2 separate regions of the Gossypium hirsutum genome follow, and region 1 is linked to region 2. A link is a contact called in public Hi-C data. All regions are on one chromosome and are shown on one strand. The core of a region is the stretch at or near the end of the contact, and the rest is flanking DNA. Distances in the headings are between cores, read along the strand shown.

Region 1 (6,750 bases), core at 3,527-6,026, 230 kb before region 2:
TGGTCCAATATATGGGACATTAAGCCCTTAACAATTGCATCGCAAAAAGAGTGGGACTTATATTTCAAGCCATAGCATGCAAATATCAAAGCCATTCTTTTTCCCTTTTTTAGCAAAATTAAAATTTTACTTTAAATTTATATCTATCAAACCCAACTCTTTTAGTCATATCAAGTAATTACAAAGACTTCTATTTAAAATATGCCAAATTGGGTTTGCTTGCGATAATCTCAAACCTGAAATAACAATTATGGAGGTTGACAAAGGTTACATACTTTAAGGGGCTCATTCCTCTAGGATTGCACGTCCAAGATTCGTGCCAAGAGCTAGTCTAACAGAGTTCAAGGCCTGGGGTGGTAACTCAGATTCAATAAAGTCCGGCCGAAGCCTTGCCATGGACAATTCTTGTAGTTTATTTAATAGAAGATTTGTCTGAGACACATTCAACAAAGGACGTTCCTTCCAATTAAGCAGCTTCAACTGTGGAAAAATTTAGAAAAAAAAAAAATCAATACTGCATGATAGATATAAAAAACTTCGTGAAGATCATTGCTTACCGAATCATAAAGAAGTGGCAGCCAAAAGCGTTGAGGCGTAGAAGGGTTTTTCATAAGCTGTAGTAAGAAAAGAAAAAAAGAAAGTCACGTAACAATATTTGCTCTTGTTATGATTTTTGATAATATGATGGTAACTTGAAGAAATAGATTATAAGAGATGATATGTACTGATATGAGAGATTCCACAGCTTGCCGAGCAGGATCTGTAGCCTTTCCGTCATGAATCTGCCGAAGAGATTTCTTGAAATCTCTGTATCTGTGACGCATTGAAGGTTATGGATTTGGGCTCAGAATATTGAAGAGAAACTAATGCAATGTGCTTTATAATTATACATAATAATCCAACGGTAAGCAAAGATGGAAAATTCTTTACTTGTGTAGGAACTCTAGTCCACCAGCAGTCTTAGAATCTGAACCCAATAACTGAATTAAACCTTCCCATTGCTGCAAAGATAGAGGACGCACTAAATAATATCCCATAATCTAAATACCTTCAGAATATAAAGATCTTTTAATTCATGAAATGGAAAGTAAAGAAGCTTCAGAGGTTGTTTATAAAATTTACCTTGAAACTCTCATCAGAGATTGTTTTTCCAACTGAATCAAACAATTGCAGAGCTATCCTATTAAGACGATATTCATCCCGAGCTTGCTGAAGCCAAAAGACTCCAGAACCTTTCCGACCATGCTTCCAGTGGTGTACTCCAGCAATCTAAACATGGACAGTGAGAATCTTTGACTGACATGCTAACACATTCAATCATCATGTCTAACAAAATATTTCTCTACCGGTTAGGAAACTCTGTTTCCAAAAACAAATGCCAAGCTTTATATGTTTTCCATCACCAAAATAATATTATGCCTTCATCGATGCTTATACCTTCATAATATTTGAAGTTACACTATGGAGTTCATAAAGGCGGCAAATCTCTATGCTCTGCATACAACAAAGAATTTGATCATCAATAAACTACTTTATAAGCCCCTGAAATCGAACACAATAGGGAAAAGCAAAATGATAATGGCAAAGATGAGAGGCATCAAAAAAAAATGAATCAATGACCTTCAGCAATAACTGATTATCTTGAACAGGTTGCTTGGACAATAATATCTGTAACAGAATCATCCCGTGCTTCATGCATGATATAAGATAAATTGGAGCAATCTGTAGATGTTAAAGGAAAAGAATATATAAGAAATATTTATTCAAAGCGCTAGCGTTCCATTCAAATATTACATCTTATCCACTATAAAGATAATAATAGAAAATAGTATTAATTTACTCATTACTATGAATTATATCCAATAAGGTTGGTTAAATTGCACTCCACATTTCATTTGTCTAGCTTAGAAGGGTAATCCTAAACCATACGATGCATAAAAGATGCACAACTGCAGCTCCATATACCAATGAAGAAATCCACAGTTATTTCCACTCACTTGCCAAGTTAATGGAAATGAAGATAGGACTTGAGCATAAACAAGTCGATGAAGCTCCTCTATGCTTATTCCCCCAAGTTCTGACGCTCTTCATGTAAAAGCATTTCTGCATGGTCACTCCCAGCAGTCAACAACTCTATGGCATGCGCAACCATCCTGATGAAAAGAAAACACATATTTCTCAAAAGAATGTACAAGGAAATCCAAGCTTTAATTTCATGATAAGCTCTTATAGTTGTCAGAACAAAAATAAATTGAAATAGCACCCCATATAAGGCTCCAAAATTGCACTACTAACAAACAGAAATATATGAAGATGCAAATATGACAGCTCACCAAGGACCAAATCCTTTCAAGCATTCTGCTAATACAACCTGAGAAATACACATAGCAATATTTAATTTAAAGTTAAGGAATCAAAAGGAGAATTAACAGAGAATGCAAATTGATATTATCTCCCCATACGTCACCTCAGTATTTTCCCCAAGAATTCCAATTATAAGCCCCATCAACCTATGTGCAGAAGCCATTGGTTTCAATTGAATGCTTTTCTGTGCCAAGCTGTACATGCTTTCTAACCCCTAACATAAGAAAAGAAATCAAGTGATTATTTCAGGGTCCAGCTATCACGCATAAACTATCAACACTACGATATATTTTATACACGGAAGATACATACCACTGTTAATGGCCTCATGTATAGGAAGTGAGAAATATACAGCTCTATCCAGTTATATGTTGCAGAGCAGAGACTATTAGCATTACCCAGCATTATTTGTAACATACTTCTCAAGCCCTCCCGAGTCTGCTGGTGAGCACACTGAAACCAGAATGCACTAGAATCCAGCTTATTTATCTGACCCCGCCATTTCTCCCATGCCTATGCAAGAGAAAAACTCGAATGACTTATCTATGGTGGTAGTGGATCATGAAGCAGAATGAAAGAAAAAAACCATTAAAATTAAGAGACCTTTACAAAATCAGGCTTGGCCTTATAGCATTCACCCAATTTCCCAGCTTCTTGTTCCAAACGCATGCGTGGCATTTTTGAAATAAGAACGGCAACTGCCTCCACAAGACCATTCTCTGTCTGTTGGTGTGCATGAAAAGAAAAATGCTTACTGTTCGATTACACTCAAAACATGCTACTACAGGTAAATAGAGCTACAACTTTCAGATGCAATACACAACAACTAATCTCGTACCAACCTCACGATTGCTGAGTTGATCTAATTGATAAGAACCGTGCAAGCGCAACATTTTAACCTGCAAGCGAGAATAAAAAACCATATCAAATAATAAAATTCCACAGAAAAATGTACCTACCATGCTTTCCTCTTTGTAAGCTATGAACCACATTAGACTATCAAACCACTTACTACGATATTCAGCCAACCAACAGCAAGTGCAGATGACATAACTTCCCAATATTTGGGATCATCCTCCACAACCTGCATTCAATAAACTGATTAAATATCATCATCTTAGGTGAATATAGAACCAAATATCAGTTAAACAACTCGCAAGCCTAAACCTCCAGAACTGCAGAAGTACCATATAAAAGAAGTTAACTTCATAAGGAACATAGAAGGCTAATTATTTAACACCTGCAAGTTAACAAATTCTTTTTGAAAATCAACAAGCTTTGAGTGGACTGTCGGGTGTGTTCCAGAGAAAAGGCTATCGTAATCCTGCCAAGACACAAATTGCTTACTAGTAACAAACAACTTTAAAACCAAACTAATGTAAAACTTAATGGTTATAGTAACAAAATAAAAGGGTAGGATATTTACAGCTAACCAATCAACAAGGCGTTCGGGTAACCATGAATGAGATGGCTTTTCTGCATAAAACATTTCCAATAGCTCCCACGCAGCCTTCAAACTAGTTGGTTCCTCTCCTTTCTGAGAGGAGAAAAAAAAAAGGTAACTTGAAATTCAAAGAAATTACCATTAAATTAACACTTTCTAGCTTAACCATTATATTAACAAAATTTCCATCCCTCATACCAAGCGAAGACAAAATGGCTCATCAAAAAAATGGAACTCACAGTTATGACTGACTTCGTGTCATCGAGAACCGGAACTGAAGCCGATTTCTGATTAACTAGAAGGGCATTTATGTCCTTGCTGTACTCCATTATGTAATCCCACCTAAAAACAGCGAATTCAATTTTTTTTCAGAAGAAAAGAAAATAAATTTCAAAGATATATTGGTATAGAAAAAATGAAATTTTGAAAATCAATTACCAGTCACCATCGTAAGGTGAAGAATTCATGGACATTTTGGACAAGCTGGAGACAGCATTTTTCCTGCTTTGGAGTAGAGCAAAAGGAGAGACCGAACCGTAGGCGATCCTCCGCCAATGAGCCTCGCTGATCTCGCCGTCTCCGCCGCCGAGCTTCACTTCCACTACTTTTCCTCCGTCACCATCATTGACGGAGCCATCGGAAGAAGGAGCGGCGAAAACCGAGACTCGGAGGGAGTTACCGCGTGACCATGAGATGGAGAGTCTAGAGATTGGAGACTTGAGACCATGGCGGAGAGGATACACCACCGCGCCCGGGGACTCGGGTGAAAGTGGAACCAAAGCGCCGCGGGCGGAATCAGAAGAGACGCCGGGCATTTCCTTTTGCCAATAAATCAGTGAGTGGGGGGTCTGAAAGCTTTAGGGTTTTCGAGGGGGTTTGCCAACGTTGAATTGAGGGGGAAAGGAGGGATTCATTCGACCCGTGTTTGGTTACGAGGCGAAACTAAACTAACGTAAGAATAAGTTTCGTAAATAAAATTCCCAACGCTCATACATCTATTAATTATACAAAATTACAGATTCACTTGAATTTTGTAAAATAATGTAATTGATTCAGATTCAAATAATTAAAATTATTATTTCACTTACACCTTAAATTTTTTATTTATATATTAATTTTAGATTCAAATTATTTTTTTTAAATTCAAACTCAAATTTTAATTTAAAATTAAAAGAAAATCTGATATTTTTTTTCCTAATGAAATGGTAAATAATATTTATTAAAACCAATAAAATCACTCGTATATGAATCTTGAACTTTTGAAAGTCTCATCATTCTTTGTAACTTTTGGTAATAAATAGAAAACAGCAAACAGCTTCTTATTTTTAAGTTAGACAAATAAAAGATTGTCGTCCAATTATAAAATTTATTTTAAATTAGTTTTAGATAATTACTTGAAGGTGGAGTCTATTTTAAGCTTGGGTGTAAGTGTAATCTATCATGCACCCCCACTTTTTTTTTAAATTAATCTCATATGTATACTTACATTAAATCCAAACAAACATCCAGTAAGAATATAGTTTGAGAAAGTCTCATCCTAATTAACCCCATAGTACAAATTCATGACATCATTAAATAAATAAAATATTTAAGTCAATTTTTATTTATTTCCACTACCCTATTATCAAATGATATTATCCATTAACAGTTTCATAATTAAACGTAAAGAATTCGTGATTAACAATTTTTTACCCTACAACTAACAACCTAAAACAAATTATCCACATAGGCTACTACCACCGTCGCCAATGTCGTCACGACCAATATAAGCAGCCAAATTCAAATACTTCTCTTGATCAGTACTCCACCTGGCACGACAAATTACACAATTAGCCGACCTCCTCCCTCGACTCCTCTTCCACCTCATCAAACACTCTTCATGGATCAGGTTCCGACACGTGGAACACGCCGCCACCTTCTCTCCTTTCTCCATTTCCTCCAAGCAAACGGGGCAAACCGTTCCTTCTTCTATCTCCTTAACTCCCCCGGACTCGCCTTGTTTTTTCCTCTGAGAGAAAAGTTGGTGGAACCTCTCGCGTACCCCTGCCCCGGCTAGAGCTTCAGGCAACGTCAGCGTCCCGAGGAGACGGCTGAGCCTACATGGACGGAGAGTTCGCCTCCGGAGACACGCGTCGTCGACCGAGACGCCCAATGCTCGGATTAGAACGAATAAGATGTGCTTGCATGGGGTCGTACGGTCGGGGCAGGTGCATGAAGGGGTGGAAGATAAGGTCACGGTGTAGACATTCCCCGTAGCACCTAACACGAAAAAGTCGGAATCGGATCGATGGAGGAGGAAGAGCGGGTGACGGAGCGCTCGAGCTATCCTTTCAGCAACTGGTTGAGTTGGTTTGAAACGATAATGTAGCCTGGTGTAATGGAGGTGATGATGATGGTTGTTTGGTCGTGGGGTTGATGATGAGGATGAGGATGAGGATGATGATGAACTAGAAGAGAGGTCCATGATTGGAGGTATTGAAAAGTGAAGGCAAAATATGTGGTGTTTTAAGGGAAAAGATTATGGTGCTTGTAAAGAGAATTTTGGGGTTAGATTCTTTGGGGGAAATTGAAGGACAAGAGAGGAATAGCGGTATTGTTGGGGAAATACTATGACAATGGCAATAGCCAATATGGGCATATGGTATCCAAGGTTGATTCTGAAGCAAGTTAAAAGGCATGAATGGTTTGAAAAATGGTGGGTTGTGAGTGAGGCAAAGTTATTGCATGGTGTAAGCAAACCACACTTTTTCTCCTTTTTGGGATCAATTATATATTTTTATTTAAATTTCATTAAAACTAAAAAAGGTTTGATAAACAAAATTAATTAACAAGTTATTCATCCAAAAATTATTAAGAAACTTTAAAATTCTTGGTCGTATCGTTACAATTTACCTCACAAAATTTTAACTTAAACTGGAATAATTTTTATTTTTCATATTACT
Region 2 (7,155 bases), core at 401-2,900:
AAACATGATATATCTCAACAGTTACTACTACAAAAATTCTATATAAGGATCACATTGACTCGCTTAGAGCAAAAGGTTAGAATCAACAACACTTGAACAATATTACCATGTCAAACCAGAAGGTTGAAAGATACTAATTTTAATACATATGCACAAAGCATCATGCAAAGAATCAGAACTATGACATGCAAGATCCAGAATCAAGACAACAGCTCTAACTTCACATGTTCATGAATTACAAAAAACATTGACACGTATGCATGCCAACCGGAAGCAAAAATATGGGACGATCCATTAAAAGGTAAGAAATATAGGAAGCTTTCTATATCGAGCAATATGCATGTATGAAAAAGGGGGAAAAAAGGCAAGCCACCATTTGTTCTAAACCCCACAATTTGAAGCTCAATTTCGCAACTAATCATTCATTAACAAACCTACTACTGCTAACAGCACATATGAATACAATATGCTGATAATTTTCTTTGAGGGAAAAGAACATAAAAATAAACAAAAATGTTACAGCTAAATATACACCTTTGATAACAACCAGAGAAGCTCGTAACTATGAAAATAAAGAAATGCTACATAAAAATAACATACACGATCCATAATAAAGACATGAGCTCGAACTTCATGTGTTCACCAATTATAAAAAACATCAACGCGAATGCTGGAGCTAACCAGAAGCAGAAACATGGGACAATATATTTATAAAATAATAAATAATAAATAATAAAAAATAATGAAAAATCTAGAAATATAGGAAGTTTTCTATACTTAGAAACATGCATGTATGAAAGAGAAAAAAAAAGCATGCAACAGATTTAAAGCTCAATTTTTCAGCTAATCATTCATAAACAAACAACTACGGGTGACAGCATATGAATACAATATCCTGGTAAATATCTTTAAAAAGCAAAGAACATGAAAATAAACAAAAAAAGAATATATGTTCATGAATTAAAAATAACATCAACATGTATGCCAGAGCTAACCAGAAGCATAAACATGGTACAATATATTAAAAATAAGAAATAAAGTAAGGAAGCTTTCTATATTGAGAAATATGGATATATGAGAAGAAGAAAAAAAGCAACAATTTGCTCTAGACCCACAAGTTAAAGCTCAATTTCTCAGCTAATCATTCATAAACTGGTAACAGCATATGAATGCAATATCCTGATAAGTTTCTTTAAAAGAAAAGAACATGAAAATAAACCCCCAAAAATAAAAATAACAGCTAAAACTACATATTTGTTAACAAATGGAGAAACTGATAACTACCCAGATGAAGAAATGGCACTTAAAACAGAAAAGACATGGTTTTTCACCTCGGGTTTTGTAAACCCAGAGAAGGCTGCTCTTTGTCTCTGTCTCTGCCTTGGGCGTAGACGATCCATTAAACACTCCAAAACAGTTCCTTTGCTTTCTTCAAATACAAACTTTAAAGTTTAAAACTTGGTGGAGGCAACTGAGAAACGATTTGGGGATTCAGGAATCTTGTTTACCTTAGTGAACCCTAAATTCTTGAAGTTTCAGAGACTGTGTGTGTTGTACAGCGTATGTATGACCATTTAAGCGCCTTTCAAAGTCTCGGATTCAATTTTTATAGAATTATAAATTATTCAAACAGAAAAATCTTTCAGAAGTTCTAATTATAAATTTCATCCTTTTTATTTATAAAATTTGAAATATTAGTTCTTTTATTTTTAATTTATTAAAATTTGGTCTTCATTTTTTACAAAAATATAGTAATCCAATTGAATCACGTCACGTTGTTCAGTTAAAAGTCATCAATTCATTACTTTATAATATAAAAATTAAGGAAATATTAGCAGTTCAACAAATTTTTTGCACAAATTATAAAAATAAAAACATAAAAATTTCAACATGTGGATTAACTTCTTAATTTTCAAAAAATATAAATATCAAAATCTGAAAAAATAGAGGGACTAACTTCTGAGTTTTTATAAGTTGAAAGATGAAATTCATGATTAAACCCTTATAGAATTTCATCCTTATGTGCTGCGTCCTACTGAGTTGTTCGTATTTGGGCCTTGGGTCGTCGTATAAACTTTATTGGGTTCAGGTCTTGCCTAATCCAAAACAAAAGGGCTTCCACCTATTTATACCGGCAAATAAAGGGGAGTTGAATTCGTTCAAGTTTTTTGAATTTCTCGAATCGTTGGTGATAATTTGGAATATTAATTTTATGTTTTGATTTATTAGACTTATTTTAATAAGATTAATTTTATTTTATGGCTTTTGGATATCATTATACAATAAAATTTCAAAAGAAAAAAAGTCAAATTACTAATTCTTATAAAATATATATTTTTTTAATTATTTTCATTATTTTAAATATAAAATATTTATTATTATGTCATAAAAATTAAATAAAAAATAATATTTGATTTGAGTGAAGTAAATTTTTTTTTTTACTTATAGTTCATAAACTGTCTAAAAAACCTCAATTCAAATCGATGTTAGATTTTTTTTCAATTTTTCTTACTCATCTTTACAAGCAAAACTTATAAAATAATACATTAAATTTCAAGACAAGTAGAATTATTTATGAGTGGAGTTATCTTTCAAGTTTGAGTCCTTATAATATGTGAATCTAAAGAAAAACAAATAGCTTCCACAATTAAAGTCTCACAAACCCATTTTTATAATGGAAAATTACTTATATTATATTTGGATTGTATTCAAATTAAGGAAAGGAAAGGAAATGAAATTAACATTTTTGTCCTTTTTGTATAGTTTCTTTTATAAAAGGAGTTAAATTGTCCTTATTTTCCCTTAAATTACTTAATTTTTAATTACCTTAAATTGGGAAAAAAAGTTAGGGAAAAAAAATTAAGGCTAGTTTTAAGATGTGAAATTACATTTGTATCTTATTAATTTTTTATATTAATTATTTTATAAATGAACTTAATTAAAAAAAACCATATAATCAATTATTATCTTAATATCTCTACAATTTAATCAAATAAAAGTTATAAATATTCAATTACTTTACTTTCCTTTTTATTTATATAAACAAAATAAACCTACGCAAATATCTTTTCTTTAACATTCCTTTACTTTTTTTTTCCTTTTAATTATTTATCCAAACATAGGGTTAATATATTTAGACTCCTTAAGCATAATCACAAAAGTGTATACTGCAACCAAGGATTTCCCAATTCACTATACTTGAATTGTTACCTTTCAAGAAAAATGTATAGCTTTTATAATCCCTATCTTTTTCACAACGGTAAGATAGAACATTCCTCCTAGTTTTTATGGCTTAACTAAAACCCTTTAGCGTTTGAGGCTTAACTAGAAACCTTTTACAATCTACTTAAGGTTTTATACCTCAAAACCCTTAAGTATGCTCTTTACAACAAAGAGAAGATGAACAAACTAACATGAATCTCTAGTAGCCGTGTGTTTACAAATTGAAACTCTAAATAAAAAGATTTAAGAGTGAGAAAAGTTATTACCATAAGCTCTCAACAATATGTACAAGAGAAATGAAGAAAATAAAGATTCTAAGTTAATTCTCTTGTGTTTGATGCTTGGATATGTCTCTATTATGCATTGATGTGTCTTAAACTTGTATTTATACCAAGGAATAAGTTTGTGGATGTTTCTAGCCATTGGGGATGAATTCTAGTTGTTGGAATCATTAAATTCGAGCTTATTTGCAATTTCAGATATACTTGTATCAGTATAAGTGGACTTGTGTCAGTAGAAGTCTCAAAATTATGGCCGTTGGAGCTCGATGTATCGATAAAAGTCCATTTGTATCAGTAGAAATCTGAGGATTTGGTAGAAGATGCAGGAGAATCCAAAGATTGCTTATTGACTTACTTATATCAATAGAAGTCCCCTTAAGTATTAGTAAAAGTCTAGAGGTATGCTTAAAGTGCTCTGTGACTTACTTCTATTGGTAGAACTTCCTCTAAGTATCGATACAAATTCTCATAGTTGTATAAAATGAGTTAAAGCACTTAAAAACATTTTGGATTGACTCAAAAATATTTAGATAAATTAAAACACGTTTAAAATATGTTTTTGAGTACTTTTATAAGTCTTTGAAATGCTTTGAAAATGTTTAACAACATTTTTAATAATTATTTTCACCAAGTGACTTAAGAAATATAAATAAAAGTTTATCTTAAATGTTGTTATATCAAAAGGTTGAGACATCAAATCTAACAATCTCTCACTTTTTGATATAACAAAAAATTAAGAGAAATTTCGTTTTGAAAGATGATAACTCTTGAAAAGAGTTATATTTAAGGCATCTAAATAGAATTAATTGGTTGTAATTAAGTGAATACATTTGCATTTTTAGGATATTTTTAGAACATTGCATAATAAAGCTTGGATTGCGATATAATGGGCATTATTTGTTACTTTTATCACTTGGGGGGGAAATGTGTGGTTTTGTGTGAACACGGGTGTAGGAAGAGGAAGAAGATGAAGAGGGAAAATAAGGGAAGTGAAAAATTGTCGTGGCAAATGGTGAGATTGATTGCCAACAGAATTTCCATGGAAATTCTGGGAAGATGACTCAGCACTTTATCCATGTCATTCTTTGTAACACCCCAAAAATCAGGTTAGAAGAAATTACGTTTTGGAAACCAAGTATGGTCATCATTCAATTTTGAGTTTATTGACAAGGAAATTGATCTAGTTTAGAGGTTCTGGGTTCGAACCCTGTTCCTTGAAATTTTGTTATTTTTATTAAACCCTTACTCTTGATCGCATGGCATAAGTTTTATTTTCAATAAACTAATGATAAGAATAAACCTACTAGTTCAATGGTTAAGCATTTACATACCTTTTAGACTTGGGATCGAGTCTCGGTAAAATCAGAGAGATGTTTTTACTGAATTGCCTTGTGGAGTAGTTTATTTTAGTTAATTAGACTTTCCCAAAACAAAAACTCCCTTTTTGTTTCACATTGTTTCATTTTTTTCTAACGTTGCGCTATTGTTTTCTTCTTTATTAATTTGGTTTCACCGTTTCAAGTTCTTTTCTTTTTGTGCTATGTTACATTACATTGATTTTGTACAAGGTCTGATTTCTTTATTTTAGTTTAATTCGTTGGCCAGGGCGAGAATTCATCCTTGTTGCTCTTGTATCGAGTCTGTATCAGGTGGGTGTCGAAACCCCTCTTTTTCTGCATTTTCAGTTATCAGAAAACAAGACTGTTGAAGCAACATAGCCAGGGACATGGGCGTGTCCCTAGGCCATGTGAGCCACACGGGTAAAGACATGGGCGTGTGTCCAGGCTGTGTAACTCACTATTTACACTATAGAACCACATGACCAGGAACATGGGTGTGTGCCCAGGCCGTGTGAGTCACACAGGTAAGGACATTGGCGTGTGTTCGGGCCGTATAACTCACTGTTTATGATTTAGAACCACACGGGCAGACGACATAGGCGTGTGCCTAAGCCGTGTGAGCCACACAGGTAAGGACATAAATATGTGTTCAAGTCGTGTGGCATATTAATAGGATCCGAATCTTATTTTTGAGGCCATGAGTGTTGCTCGACACGAGCACTGACCTCCACAATGTATTTATGATCTAAATTTGATTGTAAGAGGACTATCTGATGCTCTAAGACTGATATATGGATGATATATGCAATATCTGAATGTGTTAGACTGATGATGAACAACTTGTGATCTGTACGTATATCTATTATGTTTGAACCTAAGTGAGTAGGATCCGTCAGAATGTAATGTGCTATTATTTATGTGTGCAACTTATAAGTAGGTTACTGATGCAACGTAGACATAATTCAAGCAGAAAACGATTAATTTTCCCTTGGTTTATGCAACTGGTTTTCTGTTTCTTTTTAATTTTGTTGACCGTTTTAGCTATCCAATTATCCTGTACTGATGCAACGTAGACCTGATTCAAGCAGAAGACGATTAATTGTGAAGAAACTACTATTCAAAATAATTGTATTATTTCTTTAGAATGTTTGTATTTTTTTATATTTGTAAATTTAATGTAGTTGTTTAGGATTTAAGATTTCATTTTTTATATTTTCGTGTATTAATTTCTTAGAATGTTTGAATTTTTTTAAATTTAATGATTATTTAAAATTAAATGAGACATTTTTCTTCGCGCTTACCTTATGCACATAGGTTGTAATGTGGTTGTTGTCATTTAAAATAAAATGAGGATTAGGATCCATTGAGTGATCGGCAGTGGTTGTCAGTGAACGATGGTTGTCGGAGGTGTTTGGTGTTGATCGGTGGTCATTGGTCGACGGTGGTCAGCGATTATGGGTTGAAGTAGCCAATTTATAATGGGGAACCATAGTGGCTGAGCAGGGGCAAAATTGAAAAAAAAAATTATGTTAAATGCCATCCTATTATCGGCCATTGGAAGGCAAATAGGCCTTGGTCAATGACGTAGGCCTAACACAGGCATAGGCTCTATCATTTCAACCTTTTTTTTTATTTTTTTTCATTTCCATTTTAATTTCCATTTCATTTCGTTTACATTTCATTTCATTTAAATTTATTTATTTATAATTTCATTTTTTTCATTTCAGTTTTTATTTTCGTTTAAATTTATAATTTTTTTCATTTAAACTTTTATTTCATTTCATATTCATTACAAATTACATTTCATTTGATATTCATATCTCATTTAACATTTCATTTTATTAATTTTTTTATTAAAATTTTTTTCCTAATATACAAAAAAAATTCATAATAATCACAACTAGTATCGTTTCAAGTTATCTTTTTTCAATTCAATTTTTTTCAATTCATTTTATATTTTTTCATATTAATTATAAGTAGTCTCAATATCAGAGTTATTTAAAATTTCTCATATTTTATTTAAAATTTTTTCAATTTAAATATCATTACATTACAAAATTTTAAATTTCACTTAAATTAAAAAAAATTTCTCATTTCAATTTTTTTGTGTTTTTTTTAATTTTTTTTAAACTAGAAATATTGAGTCAAATTTAGGGAATAATCCTGGTTATGCCGACCAATGACACCTCATTTTCCAGGTCTATCACAGGCCTAATTGCCTAGGCCAATTTAACATTAGTCAATGATGCAGGCCTGACATAGGCATATGCCCTATCACTTCAACTTTTTTTTTTCATTTTTATTTTAATTTT

Evidence for each region. A called contact is a pair of places that touch in the nucleus more often than the background predicts.
Region 1: a contact with region 2 is called in a Hi-C map of leaf, with 2.9 times the contacts expected there. The contact joins the promoter of LOC107897098 here to the promoter of LOC107897093 in region 2. A contact is called at or near these places in 5 of 34 Hi-C or Micro-C datasets (leaf and seedling).

What each region holds. Positions count from the first base shown.
Region 1 is chrA06:32,674,975-32,681,724 of Gossypium_hirsutum_v2.1, reverse strand. It overlaps LOC107897098 (nuclear pore complex protein NUP85-like), which reads right to left and starts at 4,776. Exons shown (of 19, transcript XM_016822438.2): 1 at 4,247-4,776; 2 at 4,048-4,150; 3 at 3,791-3,901; 4 at 3,605-3,688; 5 at 3,377-3,448; 6 at 3,207-3,263; 7 at 2,968-3,087; 8 at 2,677-2,877; 9 at 2,468-2,578; 10 at 2,334-2,371; 11 at 2,083-2,153; 12 at 1,998-2,080; 13 at 1,621-1,722; 14 at 1,438-1,494; 5 more. The coding sequence starts at 4,623. The coding sequence ends at 286. LOC107895647 reads right to left here and starts at 6,421. Exons shown (of 1, transcript XM_041115753.1): 1 at 5,266-6,421. The coding sequence starts at 6,272. The coding sequence ends at 5,526.
Region 2 is chrA06:32,441,935-32,449,089 of Gossypium_hirsutum_v2.1, reverse strand. LOC107897093 (protein SAWADEE HOMEODOMAIN HOMOLOG 2) reads right to left here and starts at 1,650. Exons shown (of 10, transcript XM_041115751.1): 1 at 1,509-1,650; 2 at 1,332-1,429. The coding sequence starts at 1,400.